Linked DNA regions of Mus musculus: all the other regions are linked to region 1. A link is a contact called in public Hi-C and HiChIP or PLAC-seq data. All regions are on one chromosome and are shown on one strand. The core of a region is the stretch at or near the end of the contact, and the rest is flanking DNA. Distances in the headings are between cores, read along the strand shown.

Region 1 (4,696 bases), core at 1,601-4,100:
TTCCCTGCAACCATATTATAGAAGACAGGAACTTCAGAGGGAAGAAATGCAGTCTGTTATTCTGCAGGTAAGTGGTGTGTGGATATTTGAACTGGGTCTAGTGGAGAACCACCATGTTGCAACTTCCCTTATGAGTTCACGAAGAAAGGCTGACTTTTTTTGATAATTCCTCAATCATCTGGAGCTTCCTCTTTAGGAACGGGTATGACATGCAATACTTGTCTCAAATCTGCCTCTTTAAACAGGATGTAAGGTCCAGAAGTCAGGAACCAATGATACCTCACTGGATGCTAACATTGTTCCCACTGACTAGTACAATGCCTTAGACAAAGAGCTAAATATCTGTAGTGAGTCAGGTTCCTACAGCCACACCTCTCTGTTTGCCAGGGGAAATTCGTCCTCTCCACATGCAAACTCAGTGTGTCCATTTCCAACCATTCATAAAATAAAGTCAACCTTAGCAACTAAAGAAAGAGTAAGATCCTTTCTATTCCTTTATATATTCAAGACACGTTCAAAGCTGTCACTTCTGACAATGTATTATCTAAAATGAGTAATATTTAGGTACATATCTCCTTATATAGACCACCTATAAAATTATGACATTTTTTTCTATTTGGGAACAGTTATGGGGAGAAATATATATGCTATTTTGTTAAAATCCAAAATGTAAAGGCAGAATACAAGAAGCTAGAAAGAATAAAATCATCACCATATTAACCATGGGCTTATTTATACCAGCCAACACCTAAATTAATTAAATTTTTATGAGGCCATAGAAACATGGAATACAGGAGAGTCAGCAAAGCAAACTGTTCTGTATATCCAACACTAGTGATGTATCTCTGAGATCTTTGAAAAGACCCAATGTGAAAACTACATGAAGTTCATAATAAAGTTTAATTACATGCCAAACCTGTTTGTGCTATCTATTATTCTGACTATGAACACAGTAGTAAAAAGGGAGGGATGCACGGACCTTTATGGGAGGTACTGATATGTAATTGTAGCACTTTCTGCCAGCTCATGGGTGCTCAATTTGATAAAGGCACTTAGGCACTACCACCTGTGCAAAGCACTCTATGCTCTTTCCTCTTTTGAGACTTCCATTCATTTGTTGTGTGTCAGTGCAGATACACATGTGCCAGAGTGTGTCAGTGGAAATCAGAGGATGCCCGTCAGGAGCCAGGTCTCTCCTTCCACACAGGTTTTCAAGGATTGAGTTCACAATGATTGGTTGTAAGTGCCTTTACCCATGGAGCCATCTCACTGTCTCTAAAAATTGCACTTCTTAAAAAGTTCTTCTTAGTGGAACTGGAGGGATGGCTCAGCAAGAGCACTGGCTGCTCTTCCAGAGACTCGGGTTTCATTCCCATCACCGACATGGCAGCTCACAACTGTCTGTAACTCCGGTTCTAAGGGACTTGATGCCCTCCTCTGGCCTCAGTTAGCATCAGATGCACAAGCAGTACACAGACATACATGCAAGGGAACCACATATACACCTAAAATAAAGTAAAATTAGAAAATTCTCCATATGTCCATATTAGTGGATATATGTAATATATATGTATATACATGTATACATATCTGCATATGTACACATGAAGTTGGCATATGTATGTATACTCTCCTGTCCACTTTTTCCTAAGTGACTTTGGTATTACATATGATTGTCTGTGTGTCCCTGAAGCTCAGGGAAAGACTACATAGTTTTTAATTCTCACTATGTGAGCAGGAGGATGAAATTGAAACACTGACTCTAGTGCATTCCAGACAGAGAAATCACTCAAAGACAGACTTCTCTGTCTGATTTGTAACTTCATGTGTTTCACAGGCTACTGATGTGAAGGAAACAAATTTGGGGCATGGAAAAAACTTGTCTATAAACCTAAATAACAATTTGCCAAATGCCTGAGCCAATAAAAGAGATTCCTTTATTTTCCAAACAACGTTTCAAAACAGGTTTGAACCATCTTTCTTTATAGTTGAACTGATCTGGTTGTTTAACTATATTCTACAACGTAATAATCATTAGTCTGTTCATATTTTTCACACTACTGAAGTTGAGAACTAGACTAATAGAACTTTAGTAAAACAGCAAATTGCACAGAAAAATAAGAGAATATTTTCTGTATTGCCCACAACCCATATGTAAGTTAGGCTAATGTTGTTTCAGACTATCCTCTCCATCCAAACTTTTCTACAGAAGTTTCAAAAAAGTCTGGCCTCTCTTTCCAACACCTGCAGTAATAAAAAAGTTCGGTGAAGCGAAGGTATGGTGTTCCACATAAGAACATAAGTAAGTAAATAAATAAGGTAAATAAAATGAATAAAAACCAAGCAAAAAAGTCTTTAAAAAGGCCTCTCTCCGTGTCCCTCTCCCATCTGCATAAACTCAGCTGGAACTTTTCATGAAAAAGCCATTCACTCTTCAGGGCAGCCTGCTGCTGTAGCTAGAAAGAGGCTTCGTGTTCCAACCAAACCCCAGCTCCCTCCTGAGGTAGCCGGGCTTGGTCCCCATCAGCAGGAGGGGAGGTCCCGAGCCCAGGTGGTCAGCAGCCTCCTGCCCACGACTTACCACCAGGAGTGCGCAGCACAGCCACTTGTTCATTGTGGTCCTCGGGAAACCTCAGGAGGCAGCCGCTGGGTCAGTGCTAGGTGCGTCTCTGCAGCCCAGGCAATCATGACGTTTTATATAAGGTCGGGGCAACAGGAAGTATGCCCTGCCTTTGATCTATTAGTCTCTGTCTGGACAAACCTTGTTCCTTTTTAGGAACCTTGGGAGCTAGTGGTGGGGCTTTGGGACACTCCGGGGTTAACGCTTTAGGAGCCGGAGTGGGAGGATCCTGCGCGGAGGCGTGGGACAAGGGAAGGGAATGACTGATTTCTGCAGGGGGAGAGAGAGGGGGAAGGAAGAAGAAAAGAAGGAGAAAGCCACCGCTGAGCTGAAGAACAAGGCAGCAGCTGTCCCGCTGCCTCTGGGAGTTCCGAAGCTTTTTCTGCCAGCGGCTAGCCTCAGGGCAGCTGTGACCTGTGGTGAGAGGCTGAGTACACTTGGGGGAGCCGCTGGGCAGCCTCCAGGCTCTGGCTCCTCTACCCGAGGTTTCAACTTCAGCAGCCTATTGCCACATGTCTCAGTCACTGTACCCTTTCTGGGAGAAGGCTGAGGTTTTCGTTTGGCCTATTATCTAAACTCCTTCCCAAAGATTCTGTAGCTCCCCAAATAATCCCTCTCGCGTAGGGATGGCATTGTCCTCAAAAACGACTGAGAGTTTGTAGTCGTTAACATGCAAAGTGTCCTGGGCCCGTTAAAGAATTTATTTGTCCAACTCATATTTACCTGGGTTGTCAGAAGCTAGGGAGAACCAGAAGAATAAATTCTTTGTACCTGGAGTAGGAAAACCTTACAAGCATCGCTTCCCTTCCCAGCATCCTCTTTCATAAAGGGTTGTTGGCTCCTTAGAGTCCTAACCACTAAGCTTCTGGTCAAACGCCTCTTCACCCATTAAGTTGCCTCTTCACTGCCCTCTGCTGTTGGCACGTTTAAAGATTTGCAAAATAAGGTTCTTCTCCCACCCATCAGCCGTCTCACTGGTTAGAAGTCACTGTTTCCAAATTGAATTCCCATTCCAAGATGCCATAGGCAACTCTCAAGTCAGCTGTAGGTGGTCACTCAAACCTGCATATAATGTGATGCTTACAGCGTGATTACTCCTTGCAGAACTGGCTTCTCTATCAGGAGCTGGGTTAGTGAGATGTCTCCTGAGTAGGGCAAATTCTTCTGTCAACAAGAGGAGCTCCACCTCTTCACAGCACGATGGATCTCATGCTATCATGAGTTCAAAGTAGTTCACTCCATCAAGACATTTTGGAGGAAGGAAAAGCTGCATGATTCTATACTAGTCTCCTGTGTTTTAGTTTCTACTGCAACAACAGTGTGATAACAACACTTACCATCCAAATAAACCTAAATGTTAACTTTCAAGCCCTGTGTAAGTGGCAGAGCTATTATTTCTGTTCAGGAATAGTTGTCTGGGATATTAGCTGAAAACATTTTTCTCAAAATGTAACGTGATGTCAGGGTGCAGTAGTGGCAAAACCTAGAATCATTTGGAAAAGCAGCTGCAATGAGAGATTGATTATCTACACAGAATTGGCCTGTGGGTCTGTTTGTAGGGCACTGCCTTAATAAATAGATGTGGGAAGACTCAGCCCATTGTGGGCAGAACCATTCCCTAGGCAAGGTGTCTTGAGCTAGAAGTGCAGAAATAAAGATACAAACAAGCAAGTACACGTGCATGCATTCTTTTCTCTCAGCTCTTGGCTCTGGATGTGATGTGACAAATTTGAAGTCCCTACCCTAACTTTTCCACAATACTGGGTTATAACATGGAGTTATAAATTTAAGCTAACTCCTTTATGCCCCACCCTACCCTCCAAAAGGTATGACATTCTGAGACATAGATTATAAAAATATGTATGTCTTTCTAAGCCTGTTTCTGCTGTAACAACAACCCTGGTGTTGTAGAAGGAGACAGCAAGTAAAAACATTTAAAATCATATTAAATATATGTCCACATTTTCTTAGTTGTAAGAGTAAAATAACAAATGCACGCAATGTAAATTAGTGCTAATAGGAAATATTTACTAAAATAAGGGTTTGCAGGGTGTGTGTGTGGGGGGGGCAAAGGGT
Region 2 (4,696 bases), core at 818-3,317, 190 kb before region 1:
AGACAGAAGGAAGGACCATCCAGAGACTGTCCCACCTGGAGATCCATACCATAATTAGCCACCAAACGCAGACACTATTGCATATGTCAGCGAGATTTTGCTGACATGACCCTGATATAGATATCTCTTGTGAAGCTATGCCAGTGCCTGGCAAATACAGTAGTGGATGCTCACAGTCATATATTGGATGGAACACAGGGCACCCAATGGAGGAGCTAGAGAAAGTACCCAAGCACTGGAGGGGTCTGCAACACTATAGGTGGAAAAACAATATGAACTAACCAGTACCCCCGGAGCTCATGTCTCTAGCTGCATATGTAGCAGAAGATGGCCTAGTCATCCATCACTGGGAAGAGAGGCCCCTAGGTCTTGCAAACTTTATATGCCCCAATACAGGGGAACACCAGGGTCAGGAAGCAGGAGTGAGTGGGTAGGGGAGCAGGGTGGGGGGAGGGTATAGGTGACTTTCGGAATAGCATTTGAAATGTAAATGATGAAACTATCTAGTAAAAAATTGTTTAAAAAAAAAAGAAATAAAACTGGAGAACATGCCAAGTGTTACTGTGGTGCTCTGAAATGACATAATAGGTACTATGTAGGATGCCTGCTCATCTAGAAGGGTTGTGAATGGTGCAGGAAATAAAGTGGAGTATATTTGTTTATGGAAAAGCCAGACTTCTCCTTTTTTGTTTTTAAAGAAGGTTAGTGTGTTGCTCCCAGAGCTGATGAGAGGGAAGATCTATGAGAACCACAGACAATACAAACACAAGCAAATATGGCAGTAATTTAGCAGTTGTTAGCAACATACCATTTTACAGCAAGAAGGAAGGAAGCATCATGAGTTGCTCAATATGAGGAATGTTGTTATTTAAATCGGAGAGTAGTCAATGGTTTAAAATACTGTGGCATCCTCAAAGAAATTGAGCTTTCCTTGTTCCAGAGGCCTTGTGATTTACAAAATATGCAAGTCTCCTTCCAAAATGGCCCTGAGGTAGCACCCAACATTTTTTTTTAACTTCATTGAATCTAGGGTCTAGGGATGGAGCTCTCTTGGTGTTTTGAATGCAAATAATTTGTGTTAAAAAATAAGGAAAGAAACTCCATTGCCACTGCTGTGTCCAGTTGCACTCACATTTGTAAGTGATGACATCTGCCTATTCCAAGCTTTTTCTGGGCTAGACTTAAGACACCAAGAAATCCTTCCATCTGCAGAATTCAGCTTAATGAGAAAAAAATGAATGTCAGAAATAGTCAAGCATATACTGGAATATAATTTGGGACATGGCAGTATTTTGGTCAAAGTGGGACTATATTTATTCTTTGACCTCTAAATGTTGAAGTCAGGGCATGATCTCTGCCCACAGTGAGCTCAGTGCAGCAGGTAGGCATTGCAGTTTTTATTTGGACGGAAATAATGACTTTTTGGTGGTCAACTGAGATAAAGCCTTGTGGTCCAGAAAGTCACAAGCTGATGAGTGGGACACACGTTAGGATGAGAGATTGTGTACTGTATTGGTTTAGGCACTGGCATACAGGCACAGATTAGAAGAGGTGAGGACTTAGAAACATTCTGTGGGGAAGTCATATTATCTATCCATGGGAAGAATGCAAGAGATTCTTTGGGGTAGGTTTGGAAATTGTATTGCAAAATTAGAGAAAACATTGGTTATCAAGATGGAATCTGATCCTTTCGTTTTTCTATTTCAACAAATAGTTTTTATTCCTATTGGTAGGGAAGGCAGTGCGTTTTGTTTTGTTTTGTTTTGTTTTGTTTTGTTTTGTTTCTTTCTGATTTTATCTAATTCTTCTGGTAAAGTTTTTTTGGTAAAAAAAAATTAGCTAGTGAAAGTGAAATTTTGAAAGAATGTCACAAAGGCATCCAAAAATTTTCTGAGCTGAAAATATGTCACAAAGAATTCTACTGCAAATGGTAGTTTCCATGGTGAAATCAGGCTGCCACCAGTAAAAGTTTGGAGCAGGAGGCTTGATCTTTAACCTTGACCTCATGTGCTCTCTCATCCCACATCATGGACCACTGCCTGAGAAAGGAGGTGGCCCCATGTCACACTCCAGGGGTGTTCTTGTGTGAACCGTAACTCCTGGTGACCAAGCAGGAGAAGGGAGGAGAGGAGAGGCCTGCTCTTTCAGTAAAATACTCATTTGATCTTCCCAACCACAGCAGAGGACAAAGCAGGTTTCCTGGAAGCAGCTCAGAGGAGGGCAAAAGAAAATTAGAAGGCTCCATCTGAAAAGCTGGGGCTAGGCTTGAATTCCTAATTACCAGACGTCTTTTCCAAGAAGCATGCCTGCCTGTGGTGTACCAGCCTTTAGAACAGTGGCTCCTGGAGCATGTCTCCTTTGTCAACCAGGCTGATGGCAGCAGACCCATTAGCTTCCTTTCAGGAATGCAGTGCCCATCCTTTTTGGTTTGCCATTGAGTTGCCCTGGCCCTGCTTAAGAGAGAAGTAATTGGTATTCTTTACTTATGTGCTGAATAGGAAGGCTTTTTGCCCCCACCCTGCTCATCAGGGCTAGCCCTGCACTAAGTGATGGAGTGATGTGTTCTTCTGTTCTTTTCCTTTTCTCTGCTTGCCACCCACATGTCATCCTAAGCTTCTCTTCTGGGCCCAAATGGAGACACCATGTATTTTTGTGACAATCAGGTATGTCTGCATAATCAAAGGTTTACTATTTGCGTTCAACCATCAGCTCTTTCGTTTGGAATTGTTGAAGTGATTTAAAAGTCACCAGTTTCTGTTTCCTTCTCCCAGGTGCCAGCACTCTTGTTTGGTGTGGCTTCACTGATAGACTGGATATGGTTCCTATACTTAATGGAGTCCACAGTTAAATGCAGATGGCAGGCAAGGGCATCAAGTATCTCTAAAAGGTCCCGAGGCAAGAAATAGTATTTAACCTTAGGAGTGAGTCTATAGCATTTTTTGGACTTGTTGGAGTGCTGTAGATAGAGGCCCTAGGTGAGGATTTTGTGGGAATTCTCAAAGAAGGTATGCAAAGGTGACAATATAGAGTTTCAATTTAAGAAAGTCTGTCTTGTAAGCAGAGTTATGGATAAGACCCCTTAGTTCTTGCCAGAAATCCAAATGAGTCACTGAAAGGTATAGATTGGAGTAGTTGTAATATGGAGAGAAAGGAGGAAGCAGACTTCAAAACTAATTACTTAGGAAATAAACATTGCATCTGTAGGAAATAGCTTCTGTCAATAGATGAGGAGATGATGGGGGAGAAGAAGAAATCTAGAAAGCCCTTAAAGATTATAATGAAAGGTTTGTAGATTTGATAGCCTTTAATTACAGAGGGTATAGAAAAATTCTAACCAAGTTCAAAGTTTTATTTATTTGTTAGTACTTATTTATTCTTTGCAAATTAGCTCCAGGGAGCCTGGCCTGTTGACACTGTTGCTCCCTCCATGGGACTGCAAGCTCCCTCAACTCCTTTAGTCAATGGAGACCCCTGAGCTCAGTTCAATGGTTTGCTGTGAGCTACAGCCTCTGTCTTTGTCAGGCTCTGACAGAGCTTCTCAGGAGACAGCCATATCAGGCTTCTGTCAATAGAACAAAAAGGCAACCAACAGACTTGGAAAAGATCTTCACCAATCCTACATCCAATAGAGGGCTAAGATCCAATATATACAAAGAACTCAAGAGGTTAGACTCCAGAGAATCAAATAACCTGACTAAAAAGGGGAATAGAGCTCAACAGAGAATTCTCAACTGAGGAAACTTGGTCCTGTGGAGGGCTGAGAAGCTCCTAAAGAAATGTTCAACATCCTTAGTCATCAGGGAAGACATTCTTAAGAATGATTACTGAACTACACAAAAATTCCCAGACGCTTGCAATTTCTTAGGCAGATTAGTAAATAATGTTGACAGCTCATGGAAGCAAGATACTTGGGAAATAAAAAAGCTTTTAATGATGTCAAAATACCTCAAACAAACAGAAAACAGGCTCTGTGTCTTGGCTCCATTCTTATTCTCAGTATAACCTACAAGTCTGTTTCTCTCTCTCTCTCTCTCTCTCTCTCTCTCTCTCTCTCTCTCTCTCTCTCTCTCTCTCTGGATTTATTTATGTATAATAGCACACTGTTACTGTCTTCAGACACACCAGAAGAGGGCATCATATCCCATTACAGATGGTTGTAAGCCTCTATGCAGTTGTTGGGAATTAAACTCAGGACATCTGGAAGAGCAGTCAGTGCTCTTAATCACTGGGTCATCTCTCTAGCCCCATCTTTCTTCTTTCTTTATCTACAGGTGTTCATAGAAAACATTAAATTGTCAAGTTGTCTACACCAGCAAGAGAGAATTATTGTGTTGGAATCCTTGTGAAGAACGATAGCAGTAGACTTTTGCCAGGAGTAAGTTAGGGTAGCAATGAAAGAGAACAGAATATATTTTTAGTAAATAATGTAAAGCATGGATAGGGGAGGGGACCATGGGTCTCTATTTATTGGCTACTGATCTATAACAGTGAGGGGCAGTCACTGTTTTGGGCAATGTACCCAATGGGGAACTCACCATGTTCCACAGGAAAGTTTCAAACTCATGGTCACAAGATGACCAGAGATGAAATCGGCAGGTTAGAAACAAAACAAAAAGACAGGACAGTGGGAGAGAAAAGGGAGGACAAAAAATGATTAGAATGCAGGAAAGATAAGAGAGGACAAATATGACAGTTA
Region 3 (4,696 bases), core at 1,306-3,805, 160 kb before region 1:
GGAGGGTTCAAACCCTTTTCTGCCCTCTACAGACACCCAACCACATGGTCCATACTCTCATAGACACGTGTACACGCACATAAAAACAGAAATCATGCCCTTGAATTCTGAAAACTCTCTTTAGTTTGCTCCCTAACTAAAACAGAGAAGCAAAATGAGATTTAAGACAGAAACTCTGCTTGGGTGCTCTACCATGACAGTTGGTGAGGGAGCACAACAGATCAGACTCTTGTTCTCACACATGTAAAGCAGGTAACATATACCTCAAACAAACATTCTGAAGATTAAGGGACATAACCTACCCCATTAATTCTGTGGCCAGCACGAAGTGATGGGTCAAGGAATATTTGTAATGGAGATGATGATACTGAAATGTAGCCATAGACAATGCTTGAGTAGAAAGAACCATGGCTTCTGAATTGCAGTCAATTTGCAGTTGTCTAAGATGACAAAAAAGGGACTTCTGCAAGAAGTGAAGTCCTCAACAAACCACAAATTTTAGCTTCAAACATCAAAATGTTGTTTTTCGTTGTAAAACTGTTAAGTGATTCTTATGTATGAGGTAGTATTATCATCTTAGACTTTCTGGATCCAAAATTTTGTAATTATTTATTTGTTTATCATATATATTTATTTTTTTAAATTTACTTAACTAAGTCTTTATTTATGTGTATCATCTAAAATCAGACCATTTTAAGTGGATCACATTGTGTGTGTCACTGTCTGCATTGAACCCGCTCTGTTAGTGATATATATCTTTATCATTTTATGCCATTACATTTAACATTCTTCACGAAAGTCTGTGCATAATCTTTATAGAAATGCTGATCACAACCAGTCAGCATGAGAAAACCATGCCAGCATCTGTAGTTGGTAAATGGACAAGCAGAGCATAGTCTACCCATTAAAATATTATCCAGACACAGGTAGTAATGGAATGTTGATACATGCCGCAACAAAATGATTTTCAACACACGCTAAGTGAAAGAAGCCAGTCACATAAAGCCATGGAAACAACAGCTCCGTGTATGGTGGAAGATGCAGAACAGACAAACCCACAACCACAGAAAGCAGAACTGTGGTTGGCAAAGGCTAGGGGAAGGGAGGAATTGGGTGTGACTGCTAATGATCCCAAGCAGGATTTTGTAGGGTGAGGAAGAAATACTCTGAAATTAGATAGTGCTGATGGGTGCAAAACCTCCCAAATATTCTTTAAAAATCACTTAGTTACACACTTTGTTTGTTTGTTTGTTTATTGAATGAAAGTTTTACTATGTAGCCTTGGCTGGCCTGAACTCACTATGCTACATTGACTGGGCTAGCTTCAGCTCACCAGAGGATGGCTTACGTCTTCCACTTAGTGCTGGTATTGAAGGTGTATGTCATTAAGCCTGGTGAGTTGTATACTTATTACATGCATTATAAATCATGCCACAACAAAGTTACTGTTAAGGAAGTCAAGGATGCCAATTGGGATCTTCTGAATTAGAACTTGTGTGTTGTAAACTTTGATTCATAGATGAGTCTGATTCTCATAGCTGGGATGAAACAATTCTCATCCCAGGGAGATTGACTACACATGCGTGCTGTGTTTTCTCACAGTGAGTATTAATATCCTCTATGGTCCTGTCCTTTTCGGTTCCAGGTCAACCAGTTGCTCTATGTCCTACCAATACTCTCACCATTTACATTACTGCTCACAATCATGAAACATGGCTGGTTAAAGCTGCATGGCTACTTTTATCCCACTCTGTGTCATTGTGGGAAGTTATTTAAATTAATCAGAATTTGAGTCAAATCTAAATAAAATGTAAGAAACTAGTCAGTTGTGTACACGTTAAGATTAAGAGCATGGCCCTTCTAAACTATAGGACCTTTTGTGAATGTAGAATCCTTTATGAAATTGGCCACTATACTATGTTACTAATGTTACTTTTCTATATTAAATAGAATAGTTGATGTCTAGCAATACAATTTATATTAAAAACACTGTAATAGAGGATTTGATATTGTTTAAAACAGAGGGGGGAAAGGAAGTCTTTTAGGTTACAAATACTTCTGTGACATGACCTTGATGATTAAAAGCTTTTCTGCCCTCCATGAGTCTCTCAGTCACTTCTTCCTAGCCATCCCTGTCTCTTCTCAGCTTCATCCAAACAGAGCTTCTCTCTGGGCTTTTAATGAAGAGAACAGAGTTGCGAAGCCTTTGTGCATCTTTTAACTTTATCCAAATAATCGAACCCTGACATAGTTAAGACAGGAGTTTACTAAAAACTGGTTCAAGAATCATAAGCATTCTTGAACACCAATCAGTTCTTACGTAGGAAGTTACATGGGAACAAAAGTGTGTGAATGTGACCACTTTTGAATAGCCTGGGGTCCCAGATACAGTGGTGGTATGCTCCCTTCCTTCTATTAGCTGGCTTTCCATGACTTTCCCCTTGGCCTTTGGTTGTAATTATGGAGCAGTTAACATCTTCCCTGGGCCCAGCACATCCCATAATTAGCTGTGTTCCCTCCACAGTGTATGACTCAACCCCATGTGGTTCTTTTATATCAAAGGAAGGGTGGCCAGATTTTTTCTAAAACCACAGTACTTGAGCATGTAGTGGCAGACGGCTGCAAGGCCAGCGTGCACCAGGTCTTTTTGAAGAACAACCTCACCCAAAACAAGGAAGCAAACAAACGAAACCAGACCTTTCAATTTATTTTTGAGAAAAGAAAGGACTCTTCTTGGGTTCTTCTATGTTTCCAAGCACGGCATCATTTTAAAAGGAGAGGATGACTTTTTTTTTTTTTTCTGGAAGAACAAAAATAGAAATAAATGAGCTAGAGCTTTGAGGTCAACCTCGATCAAGAAGGAGAGTACTTCCTGGTCTCTAATCAGAGGTCCAGAGTTATTATTTAGTTGAGCAAGGCCACTGGGGATAATGTCTAATGTGGTGGAAAGCACATCAGATCAAGGGCCAGAGACTCAATCCCTTGTCTTTGCCCTGCTGTTAATTAAGTAACTAAAGATTTCTAGCATTGAGAAATTGAGAAAATTAAACTTCTGAGATCACTTATACAAAAAATCTTAGTATGAATGTGAAACTGTATACTATAGATCAGCTGAAGATGAGGTAATTTGTCTCTCCCCTTTATGTACATACATATCATTATACATCTACCTCTGAAAGAGTGGGAAATAAAGATGCTTAGTGTCTGCCCTGGTAAACTTGCTACACATGGGCTTAGTATAACCAGAGCCATATCCACTATTACATGAGTAAAACATGTCAGCATGCTACCATAGAGGAAAACAACTATATTTATTGCAGAAAGCACTTAGACTGGAAGGCTGGCCCCATTGATTTTAAATAGGAGCTTTACTGCTCTGTGTTGTATATGGGGGCAGATTTTCTTATTACTAATTTAAGGAAGGATGGAGCTAAGGAAGAGAAATAAAGGAGGTAGCAATATGGTGAGCTTGTTGCTATTTGATTTGCAAAGGGACTCTGTTCTCCTAACCTTAAAACATGAGTTTCATCAAAAACCCATAAATGCTAATAAGTCAAAGTGTACTTAGGATAAGCATCCAAACAGGGAAACGGGAAAGCAAATATGTTCTAAACTCATATTTATTCTGAATGTAGCAGACTTGGATGTAGGAATGAGGAGGAGGAGGGAGAAAAGAGAAAATGAATCTTGGAACCTGGCAGAAATCATTAAAGAGGGCTTGGTTTCTACCTTATGGAATTGGACTTCAGATCAAAGTAACTCATAAAATATGAGTTCTCTTATCCTCACGTCTTCTTTGACCTCTTCACTGAGATTAGAAGTTATGCATAAATTGGCTAACTTTTTTCTCCAGATGCAATTCTGTAGTTATATAATAGGAATGCTTGTAATTATACAAACCTTGTCACCTTTGAGGAGCTTAGAGCTGGTATTCAAAGATAAAAGTAAAATTGTGTCCCTGGGTTGGAATCCAATGGTGGTAATTGATTTCCTGAGAAGTCTTGATCTGTGTGCATTTTCATAGCTTCAGGCTTCAGTAGCATCTAAGGATCCTGGCTGGCTGGTCGCTAGTCCAGGCAGCTCTTGACACAAGTGATTGATGAGACATAGTTAGGAGACAAAGAGAACGGGAGGGAGATGCCTTCCAATTCCAGGGGCAAAGACTCTTTGCCTCATCAAAGTAGACACAGCTTACCCGGGACATAAGAGTAAGGAAGACAGCGGGTGTTGGGTGGGGCAAAATGGGATGTACTGGAAAACTAGAGTAATGATTGAGCTTAATACAACTTCAAGCAGAAAACAGTCCCAATTTCACTCTTATATTTTAAGAGGAAGGACATATACTTTCTACTACTTCTCCAATTTAGCTATTTAGTATATTGCTTGAAAAGGGTAAGGAAAAATGACCAAAGAATCACAAGGAACAGCCATGAAACACTGAATAGTTATCATTTTCTCTCCAAATTATATCAGCTATATTATATCAAATAGCTTAATTTCCCTTTTAGATTTATCAGTTTTATTCCACGTGTCTTGGTGTTTTGGCTCCATATAGAGATGTGCATTGCATGCATCCCTGGTCCTGTAGAGGTGAGAAGAGGACATTGGTTAGGGATGGCTGTGAGCCATTGGGTAGGGACTAGGAACTAAGTTCAGGGCCTCTGAAAGAGCAAGAAATGCTTTTCTCTGCGGGCCC

The links. Hi-C and Micro-C count contacts between places; a contact is called where the count stands out from the background. HiChIP or PLAC-seq counts read pairs in DNA pulled down with a chosen protein or histone mark.
Region 2: an H3K27ac HiChIP or PLAC-seq map of vascular smooth muscle cells shows a contact between it and region 1, with 5 times the contacts expected there. The contact joins the enhancer-like site here to the promoter of Tnfrsf11b in region 1. A contact is called at or near these places in 3 of 484 Hi-C or Micro-C datasets (MC3T3-E1-derived osteoblasts, adipose-derived mesenchymal stem cells and cerebellar granule neurons), 2 of 115 datasets of contacts at active chromatin or transcription factors (the 230-238 cell line and vascular smooth muscle cells) and 1 of 9 other capture datasets (adipose tissue).
Region 3: a Hi-C map of embryonic fibroblasts shows a contact between it and region 1, with 3 times the contacts expected there. The contact joins the enhancer-like site here to the promoter of Tnfrsf11b in region 1. A contact is called at or near these places in 1 of 39 promoter capture datasets (embryonic stem cells), 2 of 484 Hi-C or Micro-C datasets (embryonic fibroblasts and macrophages), 1 of 115 datasets of contacts at active chromatin or transcription factors (pancreatic cancer cells) and 2 of 9 other capture datasets (adipose tissue and pancreatic islet).

The regions. Positions count from the first base shown.
Region 1 is chr15:54,275,634-54,280,329 of GRCm38.p6, forward strand. Tnfrsf11b (tumor necrosis factor receptor superfamily, member 11b (osteoprotegerin)) reads right to left here and starts at 2,851. Exons shown (of 5, transcript NM_008764.3): 1 at 2,582-2,851. The coding sequence starts at 2,614.
Region 2 is chr15:54,087,669-54,092,364 of GRCm38.p6, forward strand. No RefSeq gene overlaps it. Among named protein-coding and RNA genes, the nearest start is that of Samd12, 190 kb to the left of the region's middle. Within about 2 kb of position 2,068, at least 4 of the 459 cell types and tissues checked have an H3K27ac peak or open chromatin away from gene starts, as enhancers often do. A contact at or near this core is called in vascular smooth muscle cells, where this site is marked.
Region 3 is chr15:54,118,111-54,122,806 of GRCm38.p6, forward strand. No RefSeq gene overlaps it. Among named protein-coding and RNA genes, the nearest start is that of Tnfrsf11b, 160 kb to the right of the region's middle. Within about 2 kb of position 2,556, at least 32 of the 459 cell types and tissues checked have an H3K27ac peak or open chromatin away from gene starts, as enhancers often do. A contact at or near this core is called in embryonic fibroblasts and pancreatic cancer cells, where this site is marked.